2 separate regions of the Mus musculus genome follow, and region 2 is linked to region 1. Evidence: chromatin contacts called from public Hi-C data. All regions are on one chromosome and are shown on one strand. Each heading gives the region's core, a stretch centred on a gene start, on an enhancer-like site or on the middle of the called end of the contact. The rest is flanking DNA. Distances are from core to core; before and after follow the strand shown.

The links. Hi-C and Micro-C count contacts between places; a contact is called where the count stands out from the background.
Region 2: a Hi-C map of cortical neurons shows a contact between it and region 1, with 2.6 times the contacts expected there. The contact joins two enhancer-like sites.

The regions. Positions count from the first base shown.
Region 1 is chr2:77,054,618-77,058,184 of GRCm38.p6, reverse strand. It overlaps Ccdc141 (coiled-coil domain containing 141), which reads left to right. Exons shown (of 24, transcript NM_001025576.3): 10 at 173-292; 11 at 3,417-3,567. Among named protein-coding and RNA genes, the nearest start is that of Gm39862, 14 kb to the left of the region's middle. Within about 2 kb of position 1,529, at least 16 of the 459 cell types and tissues checked have an H3K27ac peak or open chromatin away from gene starts, as enhancers often do. A contact at or near this core is called in cortical neurons, where this site is marked.
Region 2 is chr2:77,588,108-77,591,674 of GRCm38.p6, reverse strand. All of the region lies in intron 3 of Zfp385b (zinc finger protein 385B), which reads left to right. Among named protein-coding and RNA genes, the nearest start is that of Gm13944, 130 kb to the right of the region's middle. Within about 2 kb of position 1,979, at least 29 of the 459 cell types and tissues checked have an H3K27ac peak or open chromatin away from gene starts, as enhancers often do. A contact at or near this core is called in cortical neurons, where this site is marked.

The DNA of each region.
Region 1 (3,567 bases), core at 280-2,779:
GAAGATCAGCATTATCAAAATATGAAATTCTTCAAAATTTAAAGCTATTTTATACAAAAATGATATACATTTAAAATACAATGGTGATGTATGGAACAATATTTCCTTATATGTACACTCCTTTATATAAGTATATATTTTTAAGACTACAATATATTCTCTATTCCCTAAGGTGGAAATGTCAATTCAGGAAATCAGGCCCATTCTTGCTACCACATTGGATGTTGCTTCCAGCCCTTCTGAATCAGAGAAGATTTTAAATAAATATCTGGAATTGGATATCCAAGTCAAGGTAAATGAAAGTTATTTCTAGGACCATAATGTTGAAAATAATTATTTAAAAACAATTTCCAAAGATATGGCATTTAGTTCCAGCTCCCTTAAGAGCTGCAATTATAGCCGGGCGGTAGTGGAGGATGCCTTTAATACCAGCACTTGGGAGGCAGAGGCAAGTGGATTTCTGAGTTTGAGGCCAACCTGGTTTACAAAGTGAGTTCCAGGACAGCCAGGGCTATATAGGGCTAACCCTGTCTCGAAAAACCAAAAAAAAAAAAAAAGAGCTGTAATTATAAGTTAATACAGATAATGACATGAAAATCACATACACTGTTATGTGTGTCTAAGTTGTGTGTATTTTTTTGTGTCCATTTATTAGCATATTTATTGCAACTGTAGGCAACTGTAGTTTTCAGATTCTTAGCTGGCATTGGTTCTCTGCCTGAGAACAGACTCGTGTTAGCAACACTTTCGAGGTGCCAGACTAGGCAGGAAAGCACTCCTCTAAGATTGTGACTTCTTACAAGAATTTCACAATAAAATCACACAGAATTTCCAGAAACAACATGCGTCATCTGCAATCTTTAATAAGGCAAATCTAAACTTGCTTCACCTCCATATTCAGACACTGAGTGCCCGCCCCAAGTGTGGCTCTGCCTTGGATTTAGAGACTCCTGCCAGGCCGGAGCTTCTCACACTTCCTAAGGCTGTGGCCCCTTAACACAGTTCTTCATGTGGTGGTGACCCCCAACCATAAAACTGTAATTTTGCTGTTATGAATCATAATGTAAATTATATGCAAGTTATCTGTTTGGTGACCCCCCAAGGGGGTTGCACCCCACAGGTTGAGAACCTCTGCCCTAGAGGTTCCAAATCTACACTGTCTGCCTGCCCTGTAGAATTTTAAAGTGAGTGCCTCCCCCGCACCCCACTCACCTGCATCAGCAAGAAAAACCCCATTTCTCCTGGTTTCCACAGAAGACCCTCACTCAAAACAGCCCCCTCCCTGTGGATAGGCACACTGGTTTTTTTTTTTTTCTTTCCTCCTTATTAGAATAGGATTTAGAAACATCTTCATTTAAAATGCCTAAGCCTTGTCTGAAGGCATTCTCTGTTTAGAATTTAGAAGCATGAGAGAGAACTCAGGGGGAGAAATCCCTTGCTCCTCGTTTTTCTGCAGTGTGTTGTCACGAAGCAGGACTGGCAAATTGCAGCTCAGTGCAGTCAGTGGGGTTCCTGGCAAGCATGTTAACACAATGGGGAAGATGTCCCTTGTGCTGCAAGTGAGAGCACAAACATTTTAATTCTGCTTCATTCCTCCCTTGTTCTCGGGAAGTTTTGCAGGGATTTCTTTCTGTGGCTCTTAGTCATGTATCACTCAGTGATGACGATGCACTCTGAGAACCGGGCCGTTGCACGATTTGGCTGGTGTTGTGTGAGCATCACAGTGTGCACTTAACACAGACGTAGGCAGTCGCCAGACATTGTTCCTTGATGCCGTAGAGAAATGTAAACACCGTGTATGAAGCTGCTGCCAGCTCAAGCAGGTCTCCTCCCTTAAAGTACATTTCTCCTATGTGTAGAAGAATCCTCCAACAATAAAAATAGTGATAGCAAATATATGAACCAGTAACACAGTTAATTAGGAAGCATTATGTGCTGCACATAATTATATATGCTGTACTTTTATATGGCCGGCAATAATAATTTTGTTTATACACCGTTGGAATAGACATGCAGGTAATGTATTAAAAGGGATCAGAAAGACCAGCTCTCCCTAAGGGCAATTAACTAGGAGTTAAGCACTGTTAAATATTATTAAGAATGCTAATGCTATGACAGGTCTTTATTGTAAGCACCTTTTAGTGTTTACTTTCCCCACAAATAAGCTAAGCTGCTGGGAACCTGGCCAGTTTGAGCTTTTGATTGACAGCTGTCAGATTCTTCTTTGTATCCCATTACCTTGAATGGGGGCTGTTAGCTTAATAATCCCTCTTACTGGCTACTGGCTAAACTGTCATAGTGGGATCTTGGCTTTGAGCACTTCATGGATGCCTTAAAGAAGCTAGACTTGGGTACAAGGAGTACAGCGATCAGGACTGTGGCTGAGGCCATAGGCTTCAGCTTCTGGGGGCCTTGCTCTAGACCAGGGATCTCAACCCGTGGGTCATAGCCCCATTGGGAGGAAGAGTAGGGCTCAGCCTCAACCCAAACCTTGAGAGGCTGGACCTACAGGAGGCTTGTCAGTGGTGCTTTTAAAGAGCTTGTGATTGAGACAGTAGGGAAGTTCACATATCCAGGCTGTCACTGAGAGAGAGATTCAAAACGTAAGCACCAGCATGCCATGTCCCCTCTCTACCTGTGCAAGCAGGTTGTTTGTCTGAGGAGTCCCTCTCCTTCATGATATCCCTCTGTGTTTTAACAGTAGGACCCAAGAAGTTCCTCTCCTGAATGATATCTTAGTTTACTTGTGGTCTGTATCGTGGGTAGAGCAGGCTGAACTGAATTGTATAATGGTCAGGTAAGACCCCTGGGGCTTCCGACACTGGTGGCAGAGGCAACAGCAGTGGCAAAGAAGTAGCAGAACTGAAGAGTGAGTGTCAGAGGGTGCCCGGGAGCTGAGAGCCTGATGTCTGGAGCTAAGGCCTGCATAGCAACACCAATGGCAGAATCCTAGGGTAGCTAAGAAAAGTCTGAGAAGCCAAGAGACAGGGAAGCTCTAAAAGCTGGAGCTGAGAGTTCAAGCATTGTAAGCTAGGCTTGCTAGGAGCTTTCAAGAGTTCTACCATGGACCGAGGAGCCCAGAGTCCCAGCACAACACATCTCAGGAGCCGTAAACTGCTTACTGGGTCTTGATTCTCTATGTCCCCGGGGCATTATGCGTCTACCTTAAGCACCAGAACAAAAGGTCTTCAGCTTTGGACAGAGCCAAGGAAGGGCTGGAGATGGCTTTCAGATTCAAGTGCCTTTTTTCCCTTCCTTTTTGGAATTCTGAAAGTTACACCTTTCTTTGATTGAGGAAATTCTCAGTACAAGTTCAATTAATATCCGTAATAGATGGATAAGCCGAAGGGTAATGGAATGTGAATGTTCACGATTTCCCCTGTCAGTTCCTGACCCCTGGTGCTTTGCTTTCATAGGAGACAGCACATGCATTAGAAGCAGCTGCAAAAATCATGACAGAGAAAAATGAACTTGAACTCAATGAAGTGGCATTGCTTCCTCTTAAAGTGAAATGGCTAGAGGAAGAATTAAGCACGCTTGGTCGAAGCATCAGCTGCAGGTCACGGA
Region 2 (3,567 bases), core at 730-3,229, 530 kb before region 1:
TATGCTGAAGTCACAGCACATCACTTTCCCTGACTAGGTTCAAGCCTATAGTCGTGCTTCTTGGGTAAACATTTATCTTTCTCCTAATGCTTCAGATTCTGCTCAATCTCCTAATATGATTCTTGTTTTCCTAGTCGTCATGTATATCCACGTAAGTCCCATACCTTGAATTTCCATAGCAACTAACATTCCAATAGATGTCTCTGGGAGAACCAAGCTGAGGAGCCAGTGATGAGACCCTGCTGATAAGAGTGTTGGCCAGGTAGGGTAGGCCTTGGTAACTCTCCGAAACCAAGCGGGGCACTTCTCTGTAAGTTCAAAAACTGTATGGTCTACATAGTGAGTTGCAGACCCTGTCTCAAAGGAAAAAAAAAAGATTTTGGTTTGGGCATCAAAGCTAGAGTTGAGCCACACAACTGGTGAGTCTCTGAAGAAACAATAAAGCCAGCTGTACTGGGATGACCAGCTCAGCTCCAAAGGAAAATAAGGTTCTTACATGTGAGATGTAGTCAATATTCGGAAGACATAGGCACGCAGGTCTCAGTGAGTTCGAAGCCAGCATGGGCTACATAGTGTGATCCCATCTCATGAGACATAGAGAGAGTAAGGAGGAAAGAATAAAAACAAATATTCTTGGTAATGCACTGGCCATCTAGAGACATGACTTTCATGACAGCATAAAAATGATTATCTGACTGCTATTTTGTTTTTAAAGTCGTTTTTTATGTAAGTCCAATTTAGAAGGAAATATAAGGTATTTGTTTAATAGAATCGTTAAGGTCTAATGCCTCTTTGTGAAGTAAATTATGTGGCTACAGTTTATTTAGTAATCAGAGTTTAATTGGGAGCCAAAGTCCATCTGTTTTCAGCAGTGGTATGTGTGTGCGTGTGCGTGTGCATGTGCGTGTGTGTGTGTGTGTGTGTGTGTGTATGTATTGTATGAATGATCAGGGAGGTGGACATCGGACAAAACAAAAAGAAACAAGAGGTAAGAAATACAGCATCAGGTCATACCATGAACCTGTCTGCTAAAAGCAGGACGGTTGATTTCAGTAATCACTACCCATAGCTGATCTACACTGCCAAACCCCAGCCTACAGCTTTTCTGCTGTTTCTGTTCCATGGGGATTTGCTCTCTGTTCCTGTCTCTTGATGTTACTCATCCATGGTTTAGGGGGAGGCTGGCATAGTCATCCATGCTTACAGTGTTAGCATTTAGTAGTCAGAGACAGAAAGCTTGGGAGTTAGGTGCCAGCCTGGTCTGTAGAGTGAGTTCAAGTTCAGCCTAAGCTACCTAGCAAGAGACACTCTCTTAGTGGGAAGAAAAGAAATGGAAAGAGAGAGAAAGGGAGGAAAAGGGAAGAAAAGAAACGTTGGTGATAAAGCTTGGGTTAAGCTAAGTCAAGCCTTGGATTCAAGAAATGCTGGGGAAGGGAAAGTCAAGCTCTTTGGTCCCTGCTAGTGAGAAATGGACTTTGTCTCCCAACATGACTCAGAATTTGTCAGAGACTTACCCCTTAGATTTCAGGCTTTCTAGAACACGCAGGTAAATGTCTACTAAAATTTCCTTTTAGTCATTCATATAATTTTAAATCTCTGGGCAATTTTGAGAGCTAAATTCACAGGAAAAGAGAATCTGGTTGTTCTTAACTGTGGGACCCAAGAGTGCAGTGCTGATCGGGGTGGAAGACTCAAGTGAAGCTGTGAGTATATCATCATGCTTAGTGCCAAGTCACTGGCGTTTGAGTTTTGGTGCTGAGTATATTCTATGGTTGGTACTATGTTTTGTATAGAATAATTGAAAATAAATCCAACTGTTCGGAACTTCGTCACGTAGATGCCCTCCAACCGCTCCCGTGAAAGTCATGATCATGACCATGGAGCAGAAATTGGCTTTCACAGGCACCAGCTGGGTGGGCATGTCCTTCTCTGCACCAGGCTCGCTGCCAGCCACTCCCGTGCTTGCCGCAGCTGCTGCCCCTCCTGAGCGCAGGCCAGTCGTCTCTGCCTCTTGCTCCCTGACAATCCCAGTTACAGGGAATGCTGCCAGACCATACTCCGGTGTGGCAGTTGGGCAAGTGAGGGCAAGGGAAGATTACCCAACTAGTTGTGATTAAAAACTCCTAATCTTACACATGCAGCTTAAAATACCACCATTCTGCATGTACAGAATGGGAACCAAAATAACTCTCCCTAGCTTCAAAAATACATAGTTAGAACTAAAATAATTTCTTCAGCCCTTCCTGGGAGGATGCCTACCCAAGCTACCCGAGGCCTAAACTTAGAAAATAAGGTTTATTTTTAACTGTGGTACCTCTCAGAGCTATTCCAGGCAGCTTTCTTAGGGATTTTCCTATGTCATTAAATGCCACAGACAAGTATGTGCTGCACAAAGCTGGATTTTGTCTGTGTTACCTTTAAGAATAAATCCAAGTAATTCCAAGGGCTTGTTTACAGCAGCAGTCTAAGCCAGGCTGAAGGTGCCAGGGTGACGGTTGTCTGATGGAGGTGACCCTGGGCTACTTCTGGGACTGGGATGCTACATGACATTCTTATTAATGGTTGCATGTCTTGAGATCAGATTTTATTCCTCACCATGAGCCCTCGAGTCCTTTGTAATTTGCATAAGTGCTCAGAACTGGGCTGAATTTTCTTTACCCCAGTATATTTTGCATTATAAGAGAAAAAAAAAGCAAGCAGGCTTTTGGTAAGCAAATATTGGCTTGCATAATGAGCTACAACTTATAGCCAGGATTACTGTTTAAAATTATGGCTTAGGATGCTATGGAAGATCTAGCAGTCCTGGGAAATCAGTGACTTTAGCCTGTCTCATTTATAGCCACATGCCACATGTCAACATTGTCATCATCAGCCACATGAATGACAGTGGTCTCGGAAGACAATGGTGAGAACAGAATGCATTCCTCCTCTGTTGGTGCTGATGCTGATGTAGGGAACAGTTCTGCATACCAGTCATTTTGAAAATAGCATCTGCAATTAGGTATGACACATAATTCTTTATAAGTATAATTTACTACACTATGCCACTGATATTCTTAGTGTTCTAGTTCGGAACCCAGGCTCATATACTACAAGCCAATGTGTTGTATTTTGCCAGCAGAAGTCTCATATATCCTTTTACCTCAAGTCTTGTTAGTCAAGAGGCTAAGTTGAATTTTTTTTTAACCTAAGCCACTTGGGTATATATATATATATATATATATATATATATATACACACTATAATGTTCACCCACAATGACATTGTCTAGGGACACATTCTCTGGATATCCATCATCAAGTGGCCCATGGCTGTATAATTTTATAGTTTTTGCAACATTCATGGACACTAAGCTTACTTCCTGTGATCAAATTGATGTAACGTTTGTCATGGAGCAGACATCCCAGACATTGCCAGTGGCTCAAACAGTCTTTCATCTTGTTTGCAAAGTGAATTTGCGACATGCACAATGTACTAGAACAACAGTTCTCAACCTGTTGGTTGTGACCTTGTTGTAGTCAAACAACCCTTTCACAGGGGTTGCCTAAGAATGTCCTGCATATCAGA